2 separate regions of the Zea mays genome follow, and region 1 is linked to region 2. Evidence: chromatin contacts called from public Hi-C data. All regions are on one chromosome and are shown on one strand. Each heading gives the region's core, a stretch centred on a gene start, on an enhancer-like site or on the middle of the called end of the contact. The rest is flanking DNA. Distances are from core to core; before and after follow the strand shown.

The links. A called contact is a pair of places that touch in the nucleus more often than the background predicts.
Region 1: a contact with region 2 is called in a Hi-C map of leaf mesophyll, with 5 times the contacts expected there. The contact joins the promoter of LOC100383271 here to the promoter of LOC100272690 in region 2. A contact is called at or near these places in 9 of 25 Hi-C or Micro-C datasets (bundle sheath, ear, endosperm and 3 more).

What each region holds. Positions count from the first base shown.
Region 1 is chr3:201,503,669-201,507,666 of Zm-B73-REFERENCE-NAM-5.0, reverse strand. LOC100383271 reads right to left here and starts at 1,510. Exons shown (of 15, transcript NM_001361982.1): 1 at 1,374-1,510; 2 at 19-83. The coding sequence starts at 82. LOC103651196 reads left to right here and starts at 2,735. Exons shown (of 2, transcript XM_008676815.4): 1 at 2,735-3,053; 2 at 3,131-3,998. The coding sequence starts at 2,812.
Region 2 is chr3:201,223,704-201,228,204 of Zm-B73-REFERENCE-NAM-5.0, reverse strand. LOC100272690 reads right to left here and starts at 1,505. Exons shown (of 2, transcript NM_001353543.1): 1 at 398-1,505; 2 at 1-305. The coding sequence starts at 1,489. The coding sequence ends at 773. LOC100216671 (La-related protein 6A) reads right to left here. Exons shown (of 11, transcript NM_001143080.1): 10 at 3,829-4,001; 11 at 3,549-3,744. The coding sequence ends at 3,874.

The DNA.
Region 1 (3,998 bases), core at 261-2,760, 280 kb before region 2:
GCTCACAAGAGAACATACCAAGGGATGAACTTATATTTTTACCATTTGCAGTAGAGACAGCTCTTTTTCGTGATTCGTCCATACTGTCAACAAACTCAGACCACATTCAAGGAAAAAGGGGGTAATACGTTAGAAACCATCAAATTAATATAATTAAATACAATATAATTGTGTATACAAATACAAGATAATTGTGTTACAACAGATATTTTTACATTACCAAATCAACGGATACAGGAAAGTACCACGCACAGCCCCTGTGTTGATACTAAACTAATCCAGAAGTGGGGAGGAAAATCATCTTAGTGATGATGAATAAAACATGTCTTACCAAACAGAACAAAAAACACAAGCAGAATAGCTTATCTACTAGTCGCAAATAGTTTGGATCACCTGCTTCCCTCTCTTAGAGATGTTGCTTGTATTCAATTCATACCATCCAATAACTAAGTCTAAACATTTATGTAAGTGGCACAACAATGAGAGGAACAATGCACCTTAAAAAATTTTAGGTTATTTGACATTCATACCCCCGGTTTTAGGGTTTGTGGTGATTTTGAACCTATTTTTTGAACTTTGTGTTTTTGCCCCTGTTATTTCAAATCGAAGCAAGACTTTGCCCCTATTCTGTTAAGTCATTATAACAGTGTTAATCCTGACGTGAGATAACAATTTTGCCCTTGCAGATTTGCCCTCGCTTTTGTTGGTTCTTTGTGATTTTACTTTTACCCATGTTTGGATTCAAAGGTTTTGACATTATTTTTGCAGATTTGACAAGGATTTTGGCAACAACATTTAACACAAGTGGCTGCATGTATTTTAAATGTTGCAAATTTTGACAAATTTTGCAAAATTTTAACAGCATTTATGCAAAACTATTGACATACACAACACACAAATCATTATCACACAACTTGCATTAATCATGAAATGCATAGACAACAACCATGATATGAGTACCCACACCCTATGCATAAGGATACAGCTTACAGCTCGCTCGCTTCAACTAATGCAGGTCCCTCACGACTCAGGAACCAAGTCCATCTGCATGTGCAGGGTGCCTGAGACTAAGAGTAAAGTGCTACAGTTGCACAGTATCATCCCCATGCAGCTCTAGTTTGCCCTCGATCCTCCCCTTAAGGAGCGATCGTTTATGACGTGAACACGACTACAGTATTGCAAATCACCAATGGCATGGCATCATCCCTTCTCGATTCGCGAATCATGGGATGAGACTAGAGAAAAAAAAACTACACACACGCACACACAAAAATAAAAGGTGGGATCAGACCCGAATACAAATACCAAATAGGCTGAGTTAGGGTTCGGTGCTCGGTTTCGCGCAGCTGGAAGGGGGGAGGGGGTGCGCATACCTGGTGGTGCCCGTCGCCGGCGAAGGACCCGACTAACACTTGGTGAAGGGGCCGACAAGACACCTTGGCACCTGGTGAGTGGTGATTGCCGTTGGCCTAGTGCCGGGGCGGAGAGAGCGCGCGCGGGGAATTGCTACTCATAGCAGTAGAATGAAAGTAGACCTGTTCAAGCAGTAGAATGAAAGTAGAGTCGGATGACGAGCGATTTATTACGGCTCGTACCTGAATACCTGATCCGTGTTTAATATCGGGTTGGGTCAGATCGTTCGTGTCTGTCTGTTTGTGGTTAGATCGAGTTTTTAACTTTGGGTCAAGTTTTTTCGGGTTGGATCGGTTTTGGGTCTAAAATCACGGCTCGTACGTGTACCCACCCATGAATTATTGCAGGTAAAAATATAGGTTTTTTAAGTTGGTGTCCTCAGTTTTTGTGGTGTGTTCACTTATACTCTTAGTCGTGTTTTTTGCTCAGCTGTGCTCTTCTGTTCTATAGCACTACAAGGCACAACTGAGAAAAAACACGATTAAGGATATAAGTGAGCACACCATCAAAACTGAGGGCACCAATTTAAAAACCCAAAAATTTATGACATGTACCCGCCCTTTGCATTGGTCGGATTGAGTTGAGCCAGGTTTTTTCGGGCGGGTTGGTCAGATCGGATGATCATGAGGTCTACAAGAAAGGCTGGCGGCAAATGGAGTCCAATGCTATTTTGAGAAATTTAGAATTATGTCATTATAAGATATAGGATTCACTACTTTGCCACACTTCGTTCGAATGCTATTATTAAACATAAATGCAATTTTGTATCTCTTTTCCATCTGTAGGTTGCTGCAGCGGCGTACGGTGGAGCCATGGGTTCGTCCGGCCTCACCCACCGTCGCGCACCATCTGGTGTTGCTGCACTTGTGTAAGACTGTCTTCAGCGGTTCCTCCTAAATTTGTCCCCCTATATCTCACTCACGTGCCACGTCAGCAATCTCTCTCCCCCTATATCTCCACGCTCTACAGCGGTTCCCCCTATAACAATCCTCTATACCCCACCACACCAATATTATATTTTCCTCATCAACTAACTCAACTACCATCAAATATTAAAATTATTTTTATTTATTCTTTGCACAGTACACGGGCGTATTTTGGTCCACGTGTAATTAGCAAACTTCATAATTACTATTAATACATTAGTATAAATACGGTACAATTTTATGTATTTTTATAAATACAAATTCTCATTCTTCTAGTACACGACACAAGTGGCTTGCACGACACGACTGGCTTCTACCGGAAGCCACGACCGCCTGGCTTCCTTCATACACCGAAGGCACCTATAAATAAGGTACCCTGGGGACATGCTCCACTCATCTACACACTCACCTCTTCTGTATCATCCGTCATTCCATCAGAAGACCGTAGTACGTACTCGTAGTTTAGGTCGTCATGGAGTCATTGAAAAGCCTTGTGTTGTCCTCGTCATCCGACGATTCCGACGATGAGATCGATACCTTGTTGCTTTCCCAACATGTTGAGCACCTTGTACTAGGAGACACGAGCACGCGCCGTAGGCGCTCCTCATTGCCTCGCCGAGTTATCCATAGGGACCACGCTGCTGGAGAAAATCTCATCAAACATCACTACTTCGGACCTAATCCTGTGTATCCATCACATGTTTTTCGTCGAAGGTATATTTCCTAAGTTATGATTTTACTATCATTTGTAGGTTTGTTTTGTTAATTTTTTGCTTTATTTTCGTTTATAGGTTTCGGATGCATCGTCCTTTGTTCCTACGTATCCTTCATGCCGTTCAGCGAGAAGACGAATACTTCACTATTCGATGTGATGCAACTGGTTTAGCACGGCTTGGTCCATTGCAAAAAGTTTGTGCTGCATTGCGTATCCTTGCGTACGGGTTACCAACCGATGCGGTAGATGAGTACATACAGATTGGACAGACTACCGCTAGGGACTGCCTTATCCGTTTTTGTCGCGCAATCATCTCTTCCTTTAGCGAACGATACCTTCGTATCCCTAACCACGACGACATTGCTCGCATACTACGTGTAAACGCCGACAGGGGGTTTCCGGGTATGCTAGGCTCTATCGATTGTATGCATTGGGAATGGCGCAACTGTCCTACTGCATGGCGCGGACAGTTTTGTGGGCGCAATTCGAGGCCAACAATGATACTAGAGGCAGTCGCTGGGTACGATTTGTGGATTTGGCATGCCTTCTTTGGAATGCCTGGTACCAACAATGATCTCAACGTGCTTCATCGGTCACCTGTGTTTGATCCGTTACGTAATGGGACGATGCCACCAGTGCACTTCACTATTAATGGGACCACTTACAATTTCGGATACTACTTAGCAGATGGCATATATCCAAATTGGCCTACCTTTGTAAAAGCAATTCGCCACGCATTTGAGGAAAAAAAGGTTCACTTTACAACCAAGCAAGAGAGTTGTCGAAAAGACATTGAGCGAGCATTTGGAGTTTTGCAGGCTAGGTGGGCTGTTCTACGTGGACCTGCTTATGGTTGGGATCGTCATCACCTCGCAGAGATGATGACTGCTTGCATTATTATGCACAACATGATTGTCGAGGACGAAGGAGATGGTGCAGCTAAT
Region 2 (4,501 bases), core at 256-2,755:
GTACAATGTAATAACTAGGCTTATGTCGCAGCTTCCCCTCACGCACGGCAGAGAGCGAGCGGCACCCATGTCATCAAGAGCAGAAACAACATTCACCCGCGATCACCCGCCTGTTCCTGTCGACGGAATCAGGACGACGACGTACAATGATTCGCGCGGTGGGGGCAGACGGCGCAGTTTCCAGTGACCGGGGTCAAGCTATTCTCCGCATGCTCCAAGGCCAAGAGGGTCACTGTTATTCTTGCAGGCTCTCTGTATGCCCGGTTTTTAGCTGTTCTCCGCCTGAAACACGGAACAACAGTGCTCTGCAATAATGGAAACCAGAATTTTGAAGCTCAACGCACATGTACAACTGTACCAAGGCGCAACTAAAATGTCTAAAAAAGACTGGCGATACCGTATATGCAGTACATTCTCCACGACCTCTGTTTTTGATTCGAGAGCATAAACCATCCGAACGCATCCTGCAGGCAGTAAAGCAAACCTGAATGTAGACAATGCACTTCATTTAGCACAAAGCTTTCAAACAAAAAAAATAAAACAAAGAACAAAAACTAGAATGCTTCTGATAATCTGAGCCACACAACACTAATGAGCACAAGAGGCACACAAGTCCAGTTCTCTTCAGCAAATTCATATCCTCAAAAAAATTTGCAAAAGCGGCGCAAAAGTAAAGTACGGAGGAGTAGTTAGGCCGGCGCGGCAGCGCGGCACGGCCCAGACGACGCGGACACGTGTGATCGACGACGTAACCGGGTACACTACTTCACTCTCACTCCCACAGCGGGCTGGCATCATAGAGCTGCCCGGCGGCGCCCGCCTCCCCTTCGTATCCGTAGCAGGGCTCGAACGGGAAGCCGCCGCCGTCCTGCTGCTCGTCCCACGCCATGGCCATGACCAGGCCGTCCATGTACCAGCCCCCCGCGGACTCGCTGGTGGCGAACGGGTCCATGGCGGCCTCCTCCGCCCACTCCAGCTCCAGCAGGGTGTCGTCGTCGTGGCCGAAGACGACGCGGTACGGCGCCGGCGGGGACCTCGGCCGTGATGGGCCCCCGTCGTAGTCGTCGAAGTCGGACAGTATGCCGTCGAGGAGGCCGCGGCAGTCCTCGCAGCCCTGGTGCGCGTGCATATTGTCGTAGTTCTCTTGGTTGTCGTCGATCCAACAGTCGCCGTCGCCGTCGCCGTCGGGCGCTAGACCAAGCTGTTGGTGGTGGTGGTGGTGGTGGTGGTGGTGGGCAGCGTTCTCGGCGGCGAGGGACGCGTCCAGGAGCTCCATGAGGAGGTCGCCGTGGACCTCCGGGACCTCCATTACGTCGACGTCGACGTCGTCTTGTTTCTGCTGCTGCTGACTGCTGTCCATGTGTGTGTAGTTTATCAAAACTGTAGCCAAGCTGTAGTAGGTACTTTTTTTTCCCAACAGGTACGCGCGGGAGTGAGAGAAAGAGAGAGAGAGAGAGAGGAAAAGGAGGAGGAGGAGATCACTGACCATGCATGGCAGGGCATGTGATTGAGGCAGCGGGGAGCTCGTGTCTTATAGCCTCCGAGGGTGGGACTTGCCAGCTAAGGACGGAGCTGCGTCGGCCATGACCATGAGGGGTTGAGGGCCAGGTGACCGGGCGGTCTCGTACCAACGCGGCATGTGGGCCGGACACCACTCGACAGCGCTCATGGTCATGGTTCCCGATCGCGCCCGCCATCTGTCCATAGGTCCGTCTGATGAGAGATTATTGCTTTTGCTGGGAGCAAGCATGGATTAAGGATCAGGAGAGCACGGAACTGTTGAGACGTTCAAACCAAGCTTCTGTTAATTTGTCGATGATGGAGCTGGTTGAATGAGCTTTGCGTCTCTGTGGTCTGTCTGTACGAGATTCATCTCTGGACCAGTGCACCGTCCAAGTACGCGCCTAGCAGGTCCAAGGGTCGGCGTGCCTGCCTGCCAATTGTCATGGCCCATGGTGTTGGTGCGTGGGTACGGGTTCAGCCGCTCAGGACGCCGTCAGTTCAGTCCTTATCCATTTGCGCAATGGCACTACTGCTCCGATCCATTTCGTGTTGAATCGTCGTGATAATTGATCCAGCAGTGCCGGTGACGGCTGCTACTGCTTCGTATAATAGTGTTTGACTGGGGTTAGTTAAACAGGAGGGATGGGAATGATGTCGGGAGATGGTGAAAACGGCAGCCAGAACCCAGCACGGTAGATCTGAGAACAGTGACTGTCCAATGTTTCCGCTGGCATCAATAGTTCAACACTACTGTTACCATGCTGGTGCTCCTAGCTAGAGCCCTATCTGGGAAATGAAGGAGCTGTTGAGATGCAACTTCAGTTCATGGGTAGTATGTCACAAATCGCGTTTATGTAATAGGGTGGCCCATGGTTTAGCGGCGTTAAGGGACTAAATAAGTTGAGTCCGGGTACTGTTGTCGTCCCTGTTATTCCATGTTGTGTTTATATGAACTGTTGGCCAACGATTTGGCCCCAGTTATTGAGCGATGGAGATTGATCTCTTCCATGTTAAAAAGAAACAATTCACCAGTTTTACCAAACAACAGGAAGAAAAACTGCAACTCGAGCACACCAAACATCGTAGGGCCGATTTGATAGAGTTCTATCTGATTCTGATTTCTATGTAGAAGCTGATTCTGAGAGAAGCGACTTTCAAAATCACGATGGAGAAAAATTTTTTTCCATAGAATTAGAAGAAGTTACTTTTTTCAGCGTCCTTCCTCTTTGTTTATTTCAGAGAATCACTTCACAGAATTAGTAGAGAATTATTTCTCTCTACAAAACTGTACGGTAGATAACCAGGTTTGGAACGTCTGCCAAATAGAGCCATAATAGTTGCCGACAACCGCAGCAGTGCAGGCTTGCAGCGCCGACGGCCATGCACGCAGGTGTAGGAGGTTACGTAGCTGCTGGCTGGTCCGGGTCCGACTGTCAGCGTTGCTGCGGGTGCCTCACGCTAGGGTGATGCAATCGTGGTTGAAACGATCAGACGTGGACGTTCTTTTAGTTTTACCACCATGCGTGCCCGATCAAGATACGACATGGTATTAAACCATGACCGAGACGATAAATTATGCCGACTATGTCCATGTTGTGCAGTTATTGTGGTCCATGCAGTTACTGTGCTTGACGTTGATCTCAGTGCGCCGGTGACCCCAGCTTAACGACGTAGGATCTCATTCCTGAGAGGAAAAAACGTAGGATTCTCATTCCTATCCTATGTAACAGCCCATCTTCATCAAACTCCCTATCTCACCTCATATTAAAAACCCCAAACCCCACTCTGTAGTCTACGCAGGACAAAACATAGGAAACTTCTGTGTTTTTCATAACTCTGTTTTGCATATGTATTCCTACATTTATTTTCTATTCAATGTGTTTTTCAATCCCAATCATGCGTTATAAGGAGAGCCTACAGAGTACAGATCCATAGGGATGAGGGGCCAAACGCCTCGCAGAACAGGGGGGCTCGTGGTAGACCCGGATGGTGCAGGGTCACGGGCTCACGGCCCCAGCCCCCGGCTGCTGAAATTGCAAACAGGGCTGCAATGCTGCATGCAGCATGATACGAGTATATGACACAATGCAAGTCAGGAAACATGCAAAGGTTCTACTGTGTTCCATACGAGTGAACTCGGAACTACCCCCAGACAATTGTGTTTCTGTACAAGTCATTCCCAGATTCCCTTTTGTGTTCCATTTCTTGCAGAGAGAAAGCCATTCCAAGATTCCCTTTCTTCTGTGTCCCATTCCATGCAAAGAACGGCTTCGATGATCTTAAGTTTCAAAAAAAAAAAAGCAAAGGTTTTCTGTTAGATTTTACCCAGCTTCTTTGGATAAGGTTCTTAACAGGCCTTTTTTGGTAGCTCTACTCTTCAGCCTTCTCAGACTTCTGTAGTGGAAGAGATCTACCACGTCCCAGTGTGAAGCCCCTTGTTCCATCTGGCATCCTCGGTCCAGAAATAGGCTTGTTTAATGACTCGGAACCACAACTGCCTGATATGCAAATAATAAGAAAACAAATTATATCAATCCCACACTAGCAGAAATACAAAACATATATGTGACGAATTGGTTTCGGAAAAGTTAAGGATGGGTATGAATTATTGAAATTTCAAGCAGCTAGCTGTTTTACATGTTTGTCAAAATCACAGGAGAATAAAAGATCTGTGCAGATGGCAGGAAGTGTTCTTAGGATAACCATGCTTAAAATTCATCTACAAGACATTGTAAAAAAATAACATATCAAATTCCAGGTACTCTGGACAAAAAACAGAACAAGCTGTAGTTTCGACAAATAATAACGGCAACATAAACCATTTCACTGCACTGCAGAAAGAATACGAGAATTAACTAAGGATCAAGTCTTCATGGTATAGATAACGATGCAAGTGGGGTACCCCATGGTGTTTCTTTGGGTCAGTTAACTAATTACGGTTAAAGGTCATTCTAGTTCATTTCCTCCTCACCCAAATTACATAAAGTGTCATTATAGT